Regions from separate parts of the Arachis hypogaea genome. Here region 2 is linked to region 1. A link is a contact called in public Hi-C data. All regions are on one chromosome and are shown on one strand. The core of a region is the stretch at or near the end of the contact, and the rest is flanking DNA. Distances in the headings are between cores, read along the strand shown. Region 1 holds the start of LOC112742383. Region 2 holds the start of LOC112741786.

Evidence for each region. A called contact is a pair of places that touch in the nucleus more often than the background predicts.
Region 2: a contact with region 1 is called in a Hi-C map of leaf, with 2.9 times the contacts expected there. The contact joins the promoter of LOC112741786 here to the promoter of LOC112742383 in region 1. A contact is called at or near these places in 2 of 8 Hi-C or Micro-C datasets (both in leaf).

The regions. Positions count from the first base shown.
Region 1 is chr14:20,678,845-20,685,759 of arahy.Tifrunner.gnm2.J5K5, reverse strand. LOC112742383 reads right to left here and starts at 1,369. Exons shown (of 1, transcript XM_025791619.1): 1 at 752-1,369. The coding sequence starts at 1,369. The coding sequence ends at 752. LOC140178526 reads left to right here and starts at 6,096. Exons shown (of 1, transcript XM_072215700.1): 1 at 6,096-6,770. The coding sequence starts at 6,096. The coding sequence ends at 6,770.
Region 2 is chr14:20,892,051-20,898,694 of arahy.Tifrunner.gnm2.J5K5, reverse strand. It overlaps LOC112741786, which reads left to right and starts at 2,649. Exons shown (of 4, transcript XR_011870815.1): 1 at 2,649-2,909; 2 at 3,376-4,906; 3 at 5,309-5,413; 4 at 6,300-6,644.

The DNA.
Region 1 (6,915 bases), core at 120-2,619:
GGTTTTGTTAGGAACTAACTAAGAGGTAGTCAACTGAGCCAATTAGTTGAAAAATAGGAGGACGGTTATAAAAAAAAAAAAATAACTCCTCACTATTTTAATTTTTTAAATTTTAAAACTAGAAATATAAAAAATTAATTTTTTTTTGGACTGGGATCCAGGCCAACAACCAACCCAGATCCAAAACAGGACAACCCAAACTAGAATCAAACCCAAACAACAAACCCACATCCCAACCCGGTCCTATTCCTTATGATTTCTCAAGACCTTCCGCTATTACAATAGATTTCCCATTTTCCAACCCGCAACTGAAAGTATCATTACCTAATACCAAAATGTAAGGGTATATCAACAAAATATACAAAAGAAAATTATATACATGATGCTGCTCTAGTAAAAGAACCGAGATAGAAAATTGCTGTGCTGAAATGCAAGAAGAACAAAAGGACAATGTGAGGCCGCCCTGTTCACAGAGCTTCAAAACTGGAGGAGAAGAGGGAGAAAAATTATAACCGCAGATTTCAAACAAAGAGGCTAACCGCGCATGTAACAGAGACAACCTCCCCGATCTACCAATTTCATAGTCTGAAAACCCTAGATCAAAGTCAATGGCCACCTATGCAGACTAGTGCATCAATACAGCAACCCACCTGACCCCCTCTGCCTCAATTAGAAGCTCTGCCTCTGGTATTCATACAGTATCGTGGAACGAGTTGTCCTCCACAGCAACCTAATTAGTGCTCCTCACCTCTCAATTCGCTCCTGAACTAATTAGCAATCTGGAGATAGCAAGCTGATCCCCTCGGAGAATGTTCCTGATGGACAGTGGCCTATGCATGATCCAATTCTGGCGGAGGGTGCCGTGACCTGTTAGCTTCGCCACTTCATGCGCTAATGAGTTCGCTTCTCTAGGCACCCAGGTAAAGCCACAGTTTGGAATGCCTCCTACTAAATGTAATATGTCCTGTAGAATAACTTGAATTTCTGCAATTGTTGTATGTGATTTTAGTGCCTGAATAAGCATCTGATTGTCTGATTCTATGATAACTTTTTGCATTTGAAAATTACGTGACAAAATTAAGGCTGCTCTAACCGCTAATGCCTCCGCAGCTAATGGCGAAGTGGCAACTATTGAGGAGTTAATTCCTGAGAGAAGGGTACCATTATGGTCTCTAAATATTGCTGCAGTTGCTCCCGTAGAACGAGCTTTATCAAAAGCTGCATCCACATTGCATTTGATCCAACCCACCAGTGGCGGTCTCCAGGTAACTCTGCCGCCTGTTCTTGTAGTATTAGTTGAACTCTTTACTGGTTCCTCTGCCATTTCTGCAAATTCTAACTCCATTAATTTAGCTTTACGAATCACCATGATAGGATTAGGAGTAGACTTCTGATATATCGCTTGGTTTCTTGCTTTTCACACTTCCCACACTAGAAAACCAACCATACTGCTGCAATGATCATAATCATTCCCTGTGTTCAATTTCATTTTTTCTAGAATATCCAACAACCACTTCCCAAAAGAAAAAACTGTTAGGGCCGTAGGGCAGCATTGAATTTGGGCTCCAAACCAAGCTGCCCTAGTCCAAGGGCATAGCAGCAGAGCATGCTCAGTGGTCTCTGATTCCTGCAAACAAATAGTACATATAGGAGTGTTAGTTATTCTTTTATTAAAAAGATTTCCAAAAACAGGTAAAATGTTATGCGAAGCTCGCCATAGAAAGGTTCTGATTTTTTGAGGAACTCTTAATTTCCAAATCTGTGTTATCATGTTACATTAACAAGCGGTGACGACCGCCTTATCTCTTTCAGAGAGACTTTCCTCTCCTAAGGAGTGGCTTCTAGTACCTCTATCATTTTCTACGCCTTTTTTCGTTTTACTTACTCCATTGTCTACCTATGGCTCACGAGGATGATCAGTGTATTGAGGGTGCAGTAATTCGTCTCAACCCAGAATACGATCATAGTTTTATTGAAGATAATCTGAATATGGTGGGTAAAATTATCTCTGACAAAGAAGTTAGTTTTAAGACTTGTAAAGCAGCATTGCTGGGAATCTGGGGGAATCCTGATGGTGTAGTCATCTCTGATGTCGGCAAAAATAAAGTTCTAATCAGCTTTAGGGATAAAAATAAGGGTATCCAGATTCGTTAAGGAGGACCATGGAGCATCAGAGGAAATCTTCTCAACTTGCAGATATGGAATGGCAGACAGTCAGTATATGATGTTGATCACAATTACATGGAGCTATGGGTTCAAATTCATGGGCTTCCACTCCATTTCTTAACGGTGAAAACAGCTGAGACTATTGGTAAGAGACTGGGTGTCGTGATGGAAACGAAAAACCCAAGATGGAATAACATCCTTCAAAGAACCTTTTTGAGGGTGAAGGTAACTTTAAATGTCACTAAACCTTTACCTACTGGTTTTTGGCTAGCAAGAGATAATTTTCATGATATATGGGTTGATCTCAAGTATGAAAGGATTCAGGACAGCTATTGCCTAAATTGTGGAGTCCTTGGTCATAATAAGAGGGAATGTACAAGTCCAATGGCAATGGCATGTTGGGATTCTACGAAGCCAAGGTATGCTCCGGGACTGGGGGTCAACAGAGCCAAGGCCATATCAGCCAGAGATATAGAGCAGCGAGAAGATGGAATCAGGGAATTGATGGATGAAAAGCTAGCGTGTGAGAGGGAGCGTGTGAGAATTGAGACTATGAAGAAGACATGGGCAGATGATAGCTTTTCGGGGAACAGACCAGGCAGGGGCTCTCAAAGAACCCTTAAGCCTTACCTGGAGCAGCAAAGAAGCCATGATAAGGAGAGTCAGGAATCAAGGGAGCAGATCGACGAAGACTCACAAAATCTTTCATCCAGGCGTGTTATTTCTGAAGACAAACAATCAAGATTTGGTGAGAGGCCAGCTGTCTTTATCAACAGGATGGTGAAAGGGAAGGAAAAGGTTCATGTGGCAGAAGAGGATAGTTGGGATGCAAGGCAATATGATGATGGGGATCAGGACCACGTACAAGCCAAGGAAAAAAAGGAGCCAGAACCTTTTGGTATGGGAAAAATATACAATGAGCTCGAGCCAGCTGGGCTGATGGTAACTGAGATCAGAACAGGAAAATTGCAGGTAAATGAAGCGGGGAGGGACATTAACAAATGTTTAACAATCAGGCAAGAGCTGAAAAAGCTTTTTGGCTGGAAGGAGTCTCAGCAAAACCAACAACTCAATAAAGAAATGCTGGAGCAAACAGTGAGGGGGACAGATTCAAAAAGTCTTAATGCAAATCAGCTGTGGAGTTATCGGGAAAAACCAAAAATGAAAGGAATTGGTACTGTAGCTACCAGGACCATGATTCAAAGGATGGAGAATGATGAGAAGTATTTTATTGAACTAGCAGGGGATCATCCAGTTGTGGATCACGATGGGATGGCAAAGCCTTACCAGAGGAATGATTACAAGTGGGCTTTGGAGCTGGCTTATAACTTAGGAATGCATTTAAACCTCAAAAGGAAAAGGGATGTACGCATCATTGTGAACAATGAAGAGGAAATGAAGGAAACTATGAAAATTTGTATGCAACAACCAGGTAAGAAGTACAAGTATGTTGCTGGGACAGACATGGCTGAGGAGGCGGGCCTTAACATGCCCCACAACCAGCCATGATTGTCGTCAGCTGGAACTGTCGAGGAATGGCGGCCCCTTCGATAGTGCATGAATTAAAAAGTATTTGTAAATCTCGCAGGCCGTCCCTTTTGTTCCTTATGGAAACCAAAGCTACTAAACTAAGTTGTGATAGAATTAGGAGAAAGTTAGAGTTTGATAACATGTTTTGTGTAGAATCCCGAGGGACTTTGTATTTTTTGGAAGAGTAATGTAAATATTCATGTTTATGCTTGGTGTGATAATTTTATTAAAACTAAAGTTAGCAGTGGTAATGACAAGGATTGGGAGGCTATTTTTGTTTATGGTCATCCAGACTACAAGAAAAGGAAGGAGTTATGGAAGGATTTAACTTTTGTAAATGATATTCTAGCACAGCCAACAGTGTTGATCGGAGACTTTAACGATGTTATTTCTCAAGATGAGAAGGTGGGTTTGCATCCTAAGCCAAGTTTTCAGATACAATCTTTCAGAAATTTTGTACATAAGAATGCTCTCTTGGATATGGAACTTCAAGGAATGAAATACACCTGGTTTAGTAATCCAAGTAATGGTTGTGTTACCAAGGAAAGGCTTGATAGGGTTCTCGTCAATTGGGAATGGAGAAGAGCTTTCCAACATGCCACGCTCTCAGCCTTACCGCCTATTAGCTCGGATCATGCTCCTCTAGTTCTTGATGTTAAACCTAGAGGTAGAAGGATTAAAAGTTTTAAGTTTGAGGCCTTTTGGGTGGACCATGCCGACTGTGACGCTGTTATAAGGAGAGGATGGAGCAGCTCTGGCTATACTGGTTCTGATCACTAGGGAAATCTGAATCGAAGAATGCATAATTGCAAGAAGGAATTAACCAAATGGAGTAGAACTAGCTTTAAGAGGGCTGATGTAGAAATAGAAAGTTTAAGGCTTCGCCTCAAACAGCTGCAGGAAGAGGATTTTACAGAGACTCAGCAACAGGAGATCTACAGGCTTAAATTGGAGATCACCAGATTATGGAGACAAGAGGAGAAATATTGGGGTCAGAGGTCGAGGGTGAAATGGCTGAATTTTGGAGACAAGAATACTTCCTTCTTCCATGCTTCTACCATTCAAAGAAGAGATAGAAATAGGATAGAGAGATTAAAGGATCCTACAGGAAATTGGGTGTGTGGGGAAAGGGAGATTCTCAAGCTAGTAGCAGCTCACTTTCAGAATCTTTTTACGGCTACAGAGAATCTAGATATGACTGCTTGCATAAGCCATGTTCCTGTCAGTGTGACTGAGGATATGAATGGGGAGCTCATGGAGGAGGTTACTGATCAGGAGATTAAAGAGGCTACTTTTAGTTTGGGGAGTCTTAAGGCGCCGGGACCAGACGGTCTGAATGGTCTCTTCTTTCAAAAATACTGGTCAGTTGTCGGTAAAGAGGTTTGTGATGTTGTTAAGTGTTTCTTTCGTGACGGAGATATACCGAGCTGCTTTGGGGAAACTTTTATAGTTTTAGTCCCAAAGACTAACCACCCGAAAACTCTAAATCAACTTAGGCCGATTAGTTGCTGTAACTTTATTTATAAGGTTATCTCTAGGGTGTTGGTTGGTAGACTTAGGAGAATAATAGATAATATCATTTCACCCATTCAGAGTGCTTTTGTGGGAGGCCGCCTAATTCAAGATAACTTGGTAATAGTACAGGAGATGTTCCATGATTTGAATAGAAAAGGGGCAAAAGCTTCCAAGAATTTAGCTATTAAGATTGATATGAATAAAGCTTATGATAGGATGGAGTGGTCGTTTTTAGAAGCTACTCTAAGGGCTTTTGGGTTTAACCCGCATTGGATTAAGATGTTGATGAAGTGTGTGAGCCAAGTTAGTTATAAGATTAAGATAAATAGACTTCTATCAACGACCATTGAGCCGCAGAGGGGACTTCGGCAGGGAGATCCTTTATCGCCGTACTTATTTATCTTAGCGGCCGAGGTTTTTACCATCCTGATGGATAAGGCTAAAGAAGAAGGCAAAATTTCAGGAGTTAAAATCGCCCCTACTGCACCAGCTATCTCACACCTCCTTTTTGCAGATGATTGTATAATTTTCTCAAAAGATAGTGAGGAGGAAATATACCAGATTGTTAATATTTTGAACATTTACACTGAAGCCTCAGGACAGAGAATCAATTTGGACAAGTCGGGAAACGTTTGGGAGCCTGATCTCCATTAGGAATAGAGTTGAAATAGAAGAGATATTGGGTTTGTCAGCTTGGGATAAACCGGGTAAGTATCTTGGGCTTCCGGCTCACTGGAAAAGATCAAAGAATAAGGCTCTAAGATGGATTGAGGACAGAGTGGTGGATAAGCTAGGAGGTTGGAAACAAAAACTCCTTAATCAAGCTGGGAAGGAGGTCCTCATCAAATCAATTGTTCAAGCGATAAGCGATACCTGCCTATACTATGAATGTGGTTCTTTTTCCTAAAGGGTTTTGTGATTGCCTAAGTAAGAGAATAGCCAAATTTTGGTGGGCGCCTTCAGGTAAGGAAAGAGGTGTCCATTGGAAGAGTTGGGATAAGGTCTGTATCAGTAAAAAGGATGGAGGTATTGGGTTTAAGGATTTATATAGTCAGAATATAGCACATTTGGCAAAACAAGCGTGGAGAATTTTGGAAAATCCTAAAGCAATTTGGGTTCAGGTACTAAAAGCTATTTACTTTCCTAATGAGGATTTTAAGGATGCTACAGTAGGAAGAGCGGCTTCATGGATGTGGAAAAGTATTGTATATGGCAGGGACTTTCTTTTGAGAAATGGAAGATGGTTAATAGGGAATGGAGAGAGAGTGAGAATCTTGGAAGATAAGTGGATAATGAATATGGATAAGAATCCTGTGATTAGAAATCTTGATGTTAGGTTTGTCAAGGATGTGATTGTTGAGGGAGAGGGGTGGAATTTGAATAAATTAAAGAAGTATTTTAATGGAGCTTCGGTTGATAAAATCATTAGAACCCCGGTAAGTCTTTTTGGAAGGGAGGATAGGTTCAACTGGCCTTTCAGAATGGATGGCAATTACACTATCAAGACGGGATATTATGTTGTTAGGAATGAAAAGGGCGTCGGCAATACTAAAAATTAATTTAAATTGACTTAAGTTCTAATTGGCTTTCTAAAATTTTTCTTGTGTTTTTGGTCAGAAGAAAAGGACTTTGTTAAAAACAAAAGACTGTCTAAAGCAATAATATGTGTCATGTGGCCCAAAAGATATAAATTCATTGATTGGG
Region 2 (6,644 bases), core at 1,400-3,899, 210 kb before region 1:
CTAAATTCACATAGAAATTCACTAAAATAATTTACTAACTTATCTTTAGTAATATTAGAGTCTAAATATTAGACAATACTCTTAATTAGCCTTTGAAGGAATTTAAAAAAAAAGGAGAACCTTTAAAAACAGAAAAAAAATCATATTTCAGAAAAAACAGGGGTGCGGCAAACTTGCCTTTAATATAAAAAAAATCGTATTTTCAAAAATAAAGTTCAAATCTCTTCTTCTAGGAATTAATGAATTTTTTCATTTTATATTAAAAAAAATCCATGAAATATTCTATGGTCTTGATAGTGAAAATCATCATGTCACGCTATCAATAGGTGTCACAACATGAGGTTACCACGTGTGAAAGAAATGGGTCTGCATTGCGTCATTTATATAAGCGTTGTGATGGGTGATGGATTTCAACGTTTATCATTCCTCCAATTTAATTATTTATGTTTATTTATTTAGTTCCATAATGAAGGATAATTGAGCCACATATATGGGTGTAGGAGTTGGCCTCTTTTTCTTTTTTGTTGTTGTTGTAAAGGTGCAATGGTATTTGGGTTTAGGGTGGATATGGTGATGTTAAAGCTTATTGGGTGAAATCAATGGAGTCGAAAATGAGTGACCAAAAACAATAGGAAGGTCGAGCACGGGATAGGGAACACCAGGATTCAATTCAAGGCAGAGGACGACGGTCTCCGAAATCTGGATTTAAAGGCAAGGAGCCAATGCAACTGGTGACGGAAGAGCAGCAAGGAGCACAAGCATAGTGAGAGGCAACCAGAAAGCAGCAACGGCGATCTTCGAGAATGGAAAAACAACACAGCGGGCTTGAAGGTGCGATCAATGTAACCTTTAGTGGAGGCTGGTGGTGGCAACTGATACCAAGCTGATGGACGAGACAATGTCATTGAAAAGAAAGACGGTGCTGCCTTGGGGGTGTCCTGAAAATGGCGCCAATCTGTGATTGAGTTAGGATGTGGATCTGATTCTTTCTGGATATAGCTTGAACGGGTTATACCCGACCTAGGCCTGTTTGGCCATGTGCCATGACAAAAAACAAAAAGAAAAAGAAAATCCTTCGTGATCTGATTTTTTTCGGTGAATTTGGATTTGTTAACGAAATAAAAAAATTGAAATTTGATTACGAATTTGAGAATTGGAATAAGCTCGAATGCTATTCTTTAATACAACTCAAAATACCAAAAATTCAACTACTCGAACCCAAAATTTATGGCCCGGTAACACAAACACTGAGCCCTGTCCAAATTATTTTATAATATAAAATTATAAACACTTCGTTTATTTTAATTAACAAACGGACTTTGTTAGGTAGACAATAATTTTTGTGAACAATGTGAACAATAAACTCTAAAATTAGCTTAATAAAACAAAAACATACTACACCCCAAATTTATTATATATCTCTAATTTTACAACCAAAATGTGCCACATGTCACTTTTTCATTGCAATTGGAATCAAATCTTTCCCTCCAAAATTAAGGAATCCACCTCTCCTCCTTACTAATTTTACAACCAAAATGTACCACATGTCACTCTCTTATTGTAATTGAAATTAAATCTTTTCCTCCAAAACTAAAGAATTATTCCCTCCTCCTTACTAATTTTATAACTAAAATTGCCACATGTCACTCTCTAATTGCAATTGAAATCAAATATTTCTCTCTAAAATTAAAGAGTACTCCCCTCATCCCTCTTCCTTTCTCTATTTCTCTCATTCCTTCAACCACTCTATCTATTTTATATATCATTACCAATATCAATGACTAATTACTAATTTGACAATTAAAATATGCAACATGACATTTTTTAATTGCATTAAAACTAAAATTGAAATTGAAATATACCTATATTATATATCATATATTACTATCTAATTTAATAATCAAATGTGTCACATGACACTCTCTTATTAAAATTAAGAGAAAATTTTTTTTTCAAAATTATTAAACTCCCTTCCTAAATTCTCTCATCTATCTCTCTTCATTTTTCTATTTCTCTCTACTATTTTTACTCTATATATAATTTATATTTTATATTAGTAATTTAACAAATCAAAGTATGTCATTTGATATTTTTTTACAATTAAAATAAAATTTATTCTTCCAAAATTAACAAACTCTCTCACTTTCATTCTTCATCTTTATCTTTCTCTCTCTTTTCTCTCATTCTCTATTTTTTCTATCTTTCTTTTTTACCGAAAACAAAATTAACAAAATAATATAATTTAAATAAAAAATATTATTATTATTGTTATTATATACATAGTTTTTTAGTTTTTTTTATTTAGTTTTAAATTTTCACCGTTTATCTTTTTAATCTATATTTTTATTTCTCTTCTTTCAAATATTTATTACATATAATTTGAAGAGAATACTAATATTATAATTAAAAGTTAGAATCAAGATTTAATTATTTTAAAAAAAATTAATTTTGAGTTAATTTTATAACTATCAATATAATTTTTTTATATTAATATCTAATTATATTTTTATATATATAGAGAGAAAAAATATTATTTTTAAATAACAAGTGTAAAAATTAATTATTTTTATTTGTACAACAGACTTAACAGTTAACATCTAATTATTTTTAATTATTTTTATATGTACGTTTTTATAGCCTAATTTAGTATTTTTCTCTTATGCTTACTCTCACGGTGCACAGTCAAAGCTTGGTCCGAAATGCATCCAACAACCCAACCCTAACCCACAGCAACCAACAACCCTTTCTCCGCCGTTGGATTGGTTGAACCTCCGAACTGTTGAACCGATATCCGGAATGGTTCGATGACCGCTCAGTTTTCAGAATCTTGGTTTCCATGGCCGCGTGGCTACCATGATTGTTATTGAGAGAAACTTCCACTCAAGACTCTGCATCCACTCCCAGCTTTGGTAAAGATTATCTTCTGCTCTTTTTTGCTCTCTGTTTCATGCGCCCCTCACTGTGTTCGATGAAATGCTCCAATCATATATATACTTTTTTTCCTTTCTCTCTTTTGATTATGAGTTTATGAATGATTTCTACATGCTTCTAAGTGGCTTCCGCCATAAATATTGTGCACATGCTGCAGTAAGATTATAAAAAAGGAACATTCCACCATTACGACATGCTTTTGTAATGCAATGCATATATTAGTTAGTTATTGGTTTAAATAAGTTATCACCCATTTTCACCTCGTATATAATAATTGAACCACCCAGGACTAGTTCTATAATGAAACTAATGAGGAATAGGAATCATATATGTTCATCGTATTATTCTTTTGAATGTTAGTTATGTATTTGATAAGTATCAGATGTTGTCGAGCTAATATCTATGGTTCGAATCATCAAATGACAACTTCTCTTTGTTTAACAGTTGTGAAGTTGCTTCATCATTCTCTCACATTGTTCGACTGCATTGCATGCACAAAATTCGATGTTATATGGGTTCTCTTGATGCATGTCTGGGTAATAAGAAAAACATTAGTAGCAATTCCTTAGTATCGGTTATTGTAGGATCTAATTCCTATAGCCGTGCTCCTAATAACAACTTTAGAAGTTTGAGCATAGTTGGTGCCATGTCAAAATACGAATCTGTCGAAACTCATTCTTTCCTTCAAGCACCGAGTCTTCAACACCGGTTTAAAAACTGGCAAACACTTAGAAAACACAAACTGACAGCTAGCACTTTTGCTGCTGCTATTGGATTTTGGCGTAGGCAAAGGTGCCAGTTGTGGCTAGAGAAGATAGGTGCTATTGAACCATTCTCAGGAAACATCGCTACCTGTTGGAACAATATCAAAGAGGAGGAAGCACTTGAAAGATACAAGCTGATAAGTGGCAATACTGTATTGTTTCCTGAACTTCAGGTGTATGGTGCTAACACTGAAAATGACTGGCTAGCTGCTTCGCCAGATGGTGTACTTGACAGAAAGCTATTTGAGTTGTCTTCTCATGGGGTTCTAGAGATAAAGTGTCCGTATCTCAATGGAGACATGAGTAAAGCCTTCCCTTGGTCTCGAATTCCAATTCGCTATATTCCTCAAGCTCAGGGATTAATGGAGATTCTAGGGAGGGATTGGATGGATTTTTATGTATGGACTCCTAATGGCAGTAGTTTGTTCAGGTTACATCGTGATGCTGAGTACTGGAATGTGATGGAAATGGCACTATCTGATTTCTGGTGGAAACATGTCCATCCAGCAAGGGAGTTGTATAGTAGGAAAGTTATAACAGACCCTCTTTTTGAATTAAGATCATTTAGACCAGCTCGGAGGCATGAGTTATGCAGTCATATCATTTCTGAAAGCATACGGATTGCTAATAGTTCGAAGTTATTAATGCGGGAAATACGTGGAATATTGCAACCAGATGACTCCCACGGTTAGATGAAGGACATTAGTGTAGTAATAACATTTTTTTTACAGGGATCCCAATTTTTTTGGTGATCTGTTTATATCAGTATAGTTTATGAAGATATTGATGTTGCTGACAGAGGATAATATTGTAAATTTGATATGGTTATAGATACATCTATGAGAATATATGAAATAAAGAAGTAATTGTTAAATATGATTGGTTGAAGCCGGAGAATAGAGAAAGGGATAGAAACAAACTTGCCAGGTTATGGAACCTTATAAAGTTGGGACATTTGATATGGAGAAAGTGGAGAGTTCAACAGCTGGTACATTTGTCAATACACCATATCATTTCTTTATTTGAGAAAACAAAATGACCTAATATGTGAAGTGAGTAGAATGTTCATAGTATGAAATGTGAATTTACATGCTATAAAGTCTAGTCTAAGGATTCAAGACTACATTCCTTTTATCTTCCTCTCTGGATTCTCCTGAGATTAAAATCACTTCTCATTTGCAGAGTGACCTGGTTCTCTAGGCTTCATCAAGGTAATTTGTTAGGCTTAATGAACTTGAACTGAAGCATTAGCTGTAATTATCATTTGATTGATTGTTAACCTGTTTCTTCTGATCTCAATTGCTTCTATGAAAGTTTTAAAGGTATAGACTCTATAAAGTTATCTCTCACATGCAAAATCTAGACATGTAAAATTATTTTTTTCCTCTCTTGTAACCATACCACTTCAATTATGCTGAATATGGTCTTTAGGTCACAACTTATTACACTAAGGTCACTTGCGAAGATATGATAATAAGATTTTGGTTGACAACAAATATATTGTTTCTGTTAGTGCTATCTCATTCAAGGATAAATGGTACTTTCTGAAAATGTGAAGTCATAAATTTTAAGTCTTTGGTACCTCTAATTTAATATATTTTCTCATATTAAAGCTATTGCAAAATAGAATTGATCAAAGTGTCTGCCAGAACTCGACATCTTCATATAACACTGCTCATTGGTATCTCCTTGGCTGCAATGGACGGTGCATCTTTCAGGTCTCTTTAGCTATTGTTGTCACCAAGTATGTCGATATTTTCTAGATTTTCTATATGCTTGATATTGTTTATCAATGTGTTGAGTTTGTCTTTATCTCTATCTTAATCTCATCTTGTCATTTATAATTGGTGCTAGTTTGTGTGGCGCTTTGAATCTGAAGCTTTTACTCCTTAGATGGTCTCCATAAGTCAAAGATGATGTGTTGGACATGAAAATTTGCTCCACGGTGTATGTTAGTTGCTTATCTTAGATTTCATTACCATATCCTTATCATGGTTATAAGCCTTTTATTATCACCTTAATGTTCAAATATAGCTGTATTAGGTTATCAGTATTCTGGTGATTCCCAATTCGTACTGGATTCTAATGCATGGTGTTTGTTTGGGATGAAGTCTCTTCTTTTCCCTTTGAATGGTGGAAGGTTTGTGGTTAACTCCACACATATCTGTTACAAGTTTTTCTTTTTGTTAGAATGTTTTGTCTTCCCTATTAAAGTGGATTGTTTTACTCATTTTTTTATGGCCTACGTAAGTTGGTGTATGTAAATTAACTTGTTAAAATAAAGTTAGAATATGAGTACACAGGCAATGGCTGGAAAGGAACAGAAAATCTCGTTGTCCTTGTTGGATCTATGACTATGTTAAGCCAACACTCTAGCTCTTTTTACTCTAATTTTTCCTCCTTCAATGAGCATGAAGATTAGTTGATTACCTCAATCTTCCCATTAGAGGGAAGTAAAACGAGACATTGTGTGTGTGTCTGTGTGTGTTTTCTCTTCTTTTCTTTTATTTGGTCGGGAGAGTTTGATTATACCATATTGAGCAAACTTATTAGAGAAATGCTGCTGCTATTTTTGTTAAGACTTTTTCCTTCTTATGGTAGTAGTGTAAGAAGTGTGTGATAAACAAGTTGAAGATGGATAATAGTGAAGGGTTGCAGTTGCAGAGCAATATTTCAATTTAGAGGTTTCTTGTCCAAGTCCCTTTGCTTGGGTCCAGGCTGCAACAAAGTTCAGTTTACTTAGCCTCCGTGATTGCTTGTGATGTATTGTATCCGAATAGAACAACTTGGTAAGCTTGGGTATTGGGGCATACGAGTCCAAAAGTTTATTCGGACCATCTCAAACAAGACCACCTTCTCCAGACCCCAAAAAACAAAAAGGGGTTGGTCCCAGTGGTAAGCGGTTCGGATTTACCTTGGAGGGCTAGTGTATGCAATTGTTCCCTTTGG